2 separate regions of the Sus scrofa genome follow, and region 1 is linked to region 2. The links are chromatin contacts, called in public Hi-C maps. All regions are on one chromosome and are shown on one strand. Each heading gives the region's core, a stretch centred on a gene start, on an enhancer-like site or on the middle of the called end of the contact. The rest is flanking DNA. Distances are from core to core; before and after follow the strand shown.

Region 1 (3,884 bases), core at 695-3,194, 43 kb after region 2:
AGGAAACTTGCCCAAGGGGTCTCAGCGGCCAAGCAGCAGGGCTAAGACTGAACTTGGGCAACTCAGGGAGAGACAGAGCTGCACCCTGGGGCAGGCCCTCCCTGGTGGGGAAGGAGGAAAAGGAGGCACCAGCCAAGGACAAGAGGCAGGAAGCCACATGTAGGTGCTGGGCTGGCACTTGGCATATGCGACCTTCCTTAATGTCTATGAAACAAAAGGAGACCTGGTCAGGGGAAGGGGAGGGCGGGGCAGAAACTGAGAAGGAAGCTAACCAAAGGAGTAGATGTGTGCAAGCGGGGGCCGTCACAATCATGCTGGGTGCTGCAGAAAGGCGACGAGTAATGTGGACCCAAAGGCTGTTTGATTCAGGGATTGGAGCTTGATGAGAGAATCGTCTCCACTGCGTACTAGGGTGGGAGCCAGATTGCACAAGGTCGAGGGTAGGTGGGTGGTAAGGAAACAGAGAGGCAGGAATGTGTTACTATTTCCAGGAAAGGAAGAGATGGGAGACAATGGAGGCTTCAGGGATGGCCGGGCCAGGGGCCGGGATGGGGCTGGGTCGCTGTCCCGAGGAGGAAGTGTCCAAGGGAGATGGGCCTGTGGCTGGGTCAGGACCCTGGCTGTGCCTTGCCTGCTCCTCAGCTCGTCCATTCTCCCTGCCCTTGCCTGCACTGTCTTCCCACCTACCCCGTGAAACCCCTCCATCCTGCAGGGTCCAGATCAGAATCCACCTCTGGGAAGCCTTTCCTGGCCCCAGCTCACTGGAAACGATTCCTGCCCTCAGGTATAACTCCTGTGTTACACAGGCTCCATCTGCCATGTGACATCAGCCCTGGGGCATATTGATGTCATGACAGATGCCACATGTGTTGTGCCAGACACGGTGCTGAGCCCTTGGAGTGTGTTTTGTCCCTTCATATTCAGGACCACCTGCGACCTGCAGGTGTTCTCTTGGAATCCTAACCATGCCCAAGTCAGACAGCTGATGAAGGGCTGTGTGCCTGTGCTTTCTTCCCTGCTAGGTTGTGGGTTCCTAAGAGAAGGGTCTCTGAGTTCCTACTGTGGTACAGTGGGTTAAGGATCTGGCATTGTCTCTAGCAGTGCAGGTTTGATCCCTAGCCGGGCGCAGTGAGGTAAGGATCCAGCATTGCCCCAGCTGTGACACAGGTTGCAGTCTTAGCTTAGATTCATTCCATGGTCTGGAAACTTCCATATGCCTCAGGTGTAGACAAAAAAGAAAAGAAAAAAAAAAAAGAGAGAGAGAGAGAGAAAGGTCTCTTACTTTTCTTTGGATCCCAGTGCCTCTGACTCATTTATTCAACATTGACTGAACACTTCCCTTTTGCTAGGCACGCAGTCCGTGTTGGAGGAGCTAGACCTGTGAACAGATAAAAGAGCATTCAGATTCAGCAGAATAAGTTCTGTACAGAGGAACATGTATTGTGAAAGCATAGGAGACACAGCTGTGCACTAGTGGTGACATTTGCAAAGGGTTTTGGAAATGACGTAGGAGTTTGCCAAGGGATTGGGCTGGAGACCATTCCAGTGTTGGCAGAGTGGGCTGTTAAGCGACCGTGAGAAGCTCAGCCTGGCCAGATAGCACGTGGGGCTGGTGCAGGGGAGGGACATGAGGCAAGGCCAGAGGGACGTGTTGGCACCGAACTGCCAGTAGCCTTTGCCAGTAACCTTTGTCAATAACCAGGGAGGCAGCAGCTTCCAGTGAAGGAACCCCAGAGACGCTGTGAGCTGAGGCAGCAGGATTCAATTTGCTTCAGAAAGCTCAGCCCCTGGGCCTGAGGGAAGGCGGGTTTGGGGCAGAGGTGGGGCAGGGCACACCAGGAGGCTGTAGTGATGATCCAGGGTCAGTGATTCAGGCTGAACCAGCCCAGGAGGTGGGTGGGAGAAGGTGCCTGTGTCAGCCTTGGTCATCGGCGTGTGGTGACCGTGTGACCTTTTCTGTGTGACTCAGGCTTGCTGTCCAGGCTGTCTGTTGGGTGCCTGCTCAGTGTCTGCACACGAGGGGGTGGGCCAGGCCCTGTGCTTTTGCTGCCAGTGCTCTGCCCCCACTGGAGCGGGCATCTGCTCTGTCTGCCCACCTCCTTCCTGCCACCCTTCCCTCCTGATGCCTTATGCTCCTATTTTTGAGTGTTGGTGTTGAGCAGATAAATGCATTCACATGCTAAGAACTTCAAACACAGAAAAAGGTTTAAATTGAGAATTATGCCCTGTCTCACTAGAGATAACTTCTTTTGTTAATCTCTTGTGTATCCTTCTAGAGTCTCTTTAGGGAATATAAACAAATGCAAACATATATTCTTAACCTGTTTCTCACACAGAAAGTAGCACACGATACAATCTTTGTTGTTCTGCTAATGTAACTTAGAGTTCTGTCTCAGACATAGGTCTATCTAGATATTTAAATCTGGATGTATTTTATAGATTTACTTCTGAATCTGCATCAGATATTTCTCTGTCATTCTGTTCAAGCACTGTGTGTGTTCTGCCGAGTGGTGCAGTCTAATTTACTTAGCCATCGCCACTTGCTGGATACGTGGGTTGTTTCCAGTCTTTTGTGACTGTAAATACTGCTGGGGTGACTTATCTTGTAAATTTGTTATTTTGTACATTGTAAGATGAATTTTCATCAGTGTAAACATTGGCTCAAAGGGCAAATGCCTTTCTAACTTTGGAGGATATGGCCAAATCGTTCATAAATACCAACTATACTCCCACCTCTCGGGTTTATCATTCTACCTATTTCCCCACAGACTTGCCAAAAGTATGCTGTGTATTTTGGGTATATTCTTGCCATTGCGATAAGTGGGAAGTGGTGTCTGGGTGGAGTTCTGATTCGCAGCCTCTGTCATTCTGAGGGAAGCTGAGCACCAACTCGGTCCTTGGGGCTCCCTGCTGGGCTCTGCTGTGGAGGCCTGGGAATCACCCTGTTTCCTGGATGGGGACGCTCCAGGTCCATGGCGCCTGACCGGAAGTGTGACAGGCCTCCTCAGCCCGGCCCTTATTCCTTTGCAGACAAGCATGAGACGAAGCTGAAGGGGGTCATCTATTTCCAGGCCATCGAGGAAGTGTACTATGACCACCTGCGCAGTGCAGCCAAGGTGAGGGCCAGAGGGGCAGCCCGGGGAAGGGGAAGGGGAAGGGGAAGGGGTGGGCCCAGCCCGCTCTTTTCTGGCCTCAGACCCGTTCCTTGTGCCCTTTGTAAACATTCTCTTCCTCTCTCCCTCTCCCTTTCCCAGAAGAGGTTTTTCAGCTTCACTCTGGTGACTGAGGTACCCCTCCCCACGTACCTGTAACTAGAACTACCGCACATTAACGCCTCCTATGCCCTCTCACCCCTGACCCTTGACTCTCCCCTAAGCCCCTTCCCCCCGGGCCTGAGGGAGGAGCCAGGTGGGTTGCAGAGCAGGAAGCCCCTGTGGGTTCCAGTGGGCTTGCTTGCCTCCCTCTCCTAGGATGGCGGCAGGAGGTCTCTGGCGCAGCGCAGAAGGGATGCAGAAGGGAGTGGGGGGCCTCAGAGATTAGACTTGGTGCAGAGGATTGATCAACAGGAGAGGTTTGAGGCTGCGGCCGGCTGCCTTCATGCAAGTCGGCCTCTCTCCCGCCAAGCCTCAGACGCCCGCTCCAGCCCTCATCTCTGCTCCTCTGGGGCCCTGGAGCCCAGCATCCCAGCTTTCCCCATCTGTTCCTCTTTTGCTGAGAAGAGCCTCTGGCCCTTGCTGGAACAGCTCTTTGAGTAATTCTTTTTTTTTTTGGTCTTTTAGGGCTGCACCTGCAGCGTATGGAAGGGCAGGCTAGGGTTTGAATTGGAGCTACAGCTATAGGCCTAGGCCACAGCCACAGCAATGCGGGATCTGAGCGATGCCTGT
Region 2 (3,739 bases), core at 258-2,757:
CTTTCTTAATTTTTTTTTTTTAAGCAGAATAGCCTGAAAATTACTTTTATGATCTGCCTCATGAAAGATGGCTAGAATAAAAGTACTTTTATGAGCCTCAACCAGTATGAAAAAAGAATAAGAGGCTTCCACTCTCAACATTGCTCCCCACCCCTGGCCAAATCTTGGGGCTTTCCGGTACATGCTGTAGCCTGATAGTTCGACCTCTGTTAGCTATAGCAGGTAGCTGCAAAGAGCTTCCCTCCCCCTCCCCCTTTTTGTCCATTGCCTGGCTCCAGTCATCTCCTGCCTCCTGCTGTGGGGGGCCCCCTGCTAATGCTGGCCCTGTCAATGAGTGACCAGAGATTCCTGAAGTTCAACCTCCTGTCGTTCCTGAGTTAGGTAGGGAGAGAGGGTACACACTAAAGTCACTGAATCAGAACAAGACTTGTCCCTGATTTTCTGCTATTCTCCCCCCCTGGAATTGGGGGCTTTCTGCTTTCTCCTTGGGGCTTGGGGACTTTCTGCCTTCTCCTTCAGGGAGGAAGAGTCAGTCTCAGAGGTCCCTCTAATGAAAGTTAAAGGAATCCAGTCTAGCTGAGTTCAGTTCCCTGGGGCCTCCCCAGTCTCTTGAGGCAAGAGCTGGCTTTGCAAGGTAAGGATCCACTATCAGCGTTGGATTTCGGGTGGGGGTTGAAAAGGAGCATGACTTTCAGCCAGGCTCAGTGTCTAGGTTTCTCTTAGGTTTTTAGTCCCTCCTCTTTTTCCTTATTAACTTCTCAGTCCAACAGAGATCCAAACTGCTATAGGATGGTGTGCTCAACTATAAATCTATCGTTTGCCTTCCAGTTATAATCCTGCAGGTTGTGGTGGGGGTGGAGCTAACAAGGGGCCAGGATGACACTTCCATTCAGCTTTCCTGTTCTTTACAGTTTGCATGGCACTTTAACACGCCTTCTTGTACCTATCCTTGAAAATATCTGTGCCACCGTATATGCAGGGTTATCAACCCCATAAGCTGTCATGGTGGTAGGATGAGCAGGAGCGACAGAGGCCAAACCTGGATATCCCCTGAAGGTATTTGGAAATATTGAGAGTGTGTTGGAGGGCTGGGACTATGAGGTTCACTGGGAGCTGATGGAGGGTTTAGACATCTAAAGTTCGGGGCGGGGGGGGGGGGGCGGAAGTAGAGAGAAACTGTCAATCCTCAGAAGCACCTTAAAGCCTAGGCTGGAGGGTGGTCTAAGAGAGTCGGACCCGGAAAGTGAGTGGGGATGGGGGGTGTATACGGTGGTGGTGGTAGCCGAGAGCCCAGCTGCAGAGATGAACAAAGCGGGCGCTGTGCAGGCGGGGGCGGGGGGGGGGAGGTGCTGCTCTGGGAAAGGGTGGGTGGGGGGGACCTTGGGCTCCGGTCCCACAAGGGCGTCTCCTCAGGCTGGCCGGGCGGACGGGACGGGGGACGGGGGCGGGGACTAGCGGGGGGTGGGGGTGGGGGTGGGGTGGGGAATGGGGAGGCGGGACCCGCTCGCTCTCCTCCTACTTTCTGGGCTCCCAGGGAAAAGCAAGAGTGTTCTCCGGAGCCTGAGGCCTCAGAGGCTGAGCCGGGCTAAGGAACCGGTGTCCCCCTCTCCCGCCGAGGTAAGAACGTTCCCTCTCACTGAGCCTGCGAGTCCTGCTAGCTGCACTGCTGGGACAGGACAGGAGGAAATCCCAGGGGCCTGGCGACAGCCCTCAGATCAGCTTTGGGCTGGAGAGCCCGGAAGAAACCCTTAGAGGAGGAGGGGGTGCCTCAGGTGAGTGCATGGGAGCGCCAAGGTTTTTCTGCAGAATGGGCTTCGTTGCTTTCCTGGGAACTCCTTACTCTTGCCCTCCTGAGCCGCTGCCCGCGCCGCCGCCAGAGGGGGCCCTCGCGCTCCACCCCTCACCCCCTATCCCACTCTGGAAGAACGAGGACCCTGTCCCTTCAGAGTCTCCTGCGGGAACCCAGGCAGCCCGGCGATACTCCTGGGACTCGTCCGCCTGCCCCCCACACCTCTGCTCTTCCGCTGATAGAAGGACTAAGAGCACTGCACCAGGAGCGAGGGGGTCCCCTGGGGCATCTCTGCTTCTGTCCCGAGCCGGGCCTCCTTTAGGGATGGGAAAGGGATGTTAAGTAGGGCTCGGAGGCAGTAGTATCCGGGAGCGACTCGTGGGAGTATCAGTAGATAGGTGGCACATCTGGGGCCTCCCGGGCCCTCCTCGGAGGACCCGCATCTTTAGGGGTCCTGGAGGCTGGAGAGGGCTGTGGGGTCAGTGAGTTCCCGCTTGGTCTGGATTCGAATCCCTTGCGGAGTTCCCCGGGCCGAGGCTGAGCCAGGTCATCCGGGCTCCTCTGGGACTGGGAAGCGCGGGCGGGAGGGGGCCCGGGAGGGGCCGCGGGGTTGCCGAGGCGCTCGCTGACTCTTCCGCCCAGGCTGGCGCGAGCGGCGGCTGGGCCGGGAGAGCGCGCCGCCCGGCGGGGGACCCAGGGCGCCGGGGCGGGGCTGCATTCTGGGCCCGTTAGCTCAGCGGTCCCGAAGCCTCCCGGAGGGCTGACTCATCGGACCGGTCACACACAAACAAAACTCCCCACCACGTCAGGCATCCCACGAGCAGACACCCTCGGTGCCCCACCAGGCACCACCCACTCACCCTTCCCACTACACAAGCCACGCCGACACCCCTGTCTCTCTCTGCAGTTACACGTGTGGGACCCAAACATTCCTAGACCTCTACACACTCTACACACACGCCAAGCACTCTCAGGAGGTCCACATTCACACTTGCGGCGTCCCGCGCTCACGCCCTTCCCCGCGCACACACCCTTCCCCGCGCACACGCACTCCCTGACACGCAGCCCCCACGGCTCACACCCATCACATACTCAGTCCTCACGCATGCAGCTTCTTACACACGCGCTCCCTTCAAACACGCACCTCCCCTCACACACACAAATGCTACACAAGCGCCCCCCCCCCCAAGCTGCCCGCGAGGAGCCGGCGGTGTCTGGGGGCCGCCCCTTTCCCCCGCCGAGCAAACAAGCGGCCCCTTCTCCCCGCCAGGCCAAAGAAAGGCCGCTTGTCCAGCGTCAGCGGCGGGCGGGGCGGCCCGGCAGGCGGCCCAACACTGCGGCCTTGTCCCACCTGGCGGCCCCAGGGAGGGCAGCGCAGGGCGGCGCAGGGCGGCAGGGCTGCTCGGTGCGGAAACCCCACTCTGTCCCCCGGCCTTGGAGAGCTGCCCTTTTCCGGCACTCCACCTCCACCCGGTACACGCTAAAATCACACCTCAAACTACAATGGTACCTCGTCCTGCCGCCTCCTCCAGCCTGCACGCCTGAAGTCGCTCCCCACTCCTGGGTCCCCTGGCTTACCCTCCGGCCCCCTCTTTTCCTCCAGGGCTCTGCCTCTCGCCTCTCTTCCTCCCCTCCCTGTCTCCCCCGCCATGGCCCTGGGTACCTTCGACTGCTCTCCTGGTCAGTCACCCCCTTTCCTTGAGGACTCCTCTGTCCCCAGTCTCCCCCATCGCCTTCGTCCCTTCCCCATCCCTTTACCTCTCTGTCCCTGTCTCCCCTCACTTCCGCATCCCCCAGACTCTATCCTGTTTCCCACCTTCTTCCCTCCTCCCTGTTCTCTGCCCTCAGTCTTCCCTCCCCAGCTCTCCTTTTCCTTCATTCCTCAGTCTCCCTCTTTCACTTTTCCCTCCAAATCCCTTCGTGTTCCCTGCCGCCCGGTCCCTTCGCAGA

What was found. A called contact is a pair of places that touch in the nucleus more often than the background predicts.
Region 1: a contact with region 2 is called in a Hi-C map of skeletal muscle, with 3 times the contacts expected there. The contact joins the enhancer-like site here to the promoter of PHLDB1 in region 2. A contact is called at or near these places in 3 of 5 promoter capture datasets (fetal skeletal muscle and liver), 17 of 47 Hi-C or Micro-C datasets (alveolar macrophages, brain, embryonic fibroblasts and 8 more) and 2 of 2 datasets of contacts at active chromatin or transcription factors (alveolar macrophages and skeletal muscle).

The regions. Positions count from the first base shown.
Region 1 is chr9:45,943,512-45,947,395 of Sscrofa11.1, forward strand. It overlaps PHLDB1 (pleckstrin homology-like domain family B member 1), which reads left to right. Exons shown (of 26, transcript XM_021062931.1): 24 at 3,031-3,116; 25 at 3,255-3,287. Among named protein-coding and RNA genes, the nearest start is that of TREH, 20 kb to the right of the region's middle. Within about 2 kb of position 1,945, at least 11 of the 83 cell types and tissues checked have an H3K27ac peak or open chromatin away from gene starts, as enhancers often do. A contact at or near this core is called in alveolar macrophages, liver and skeletal muscle, where this site is marked.
Region 2 is chr9:45,900,592-45,904,330 of Sscrofa11.1, forward strand. PHLDB1 (pleckstrin homology-like domain family B member 1) reads left to right here and starts at 1,508. Exons shown (of 26, transcript XM_021062931.1): 1 at 1,508-1,772.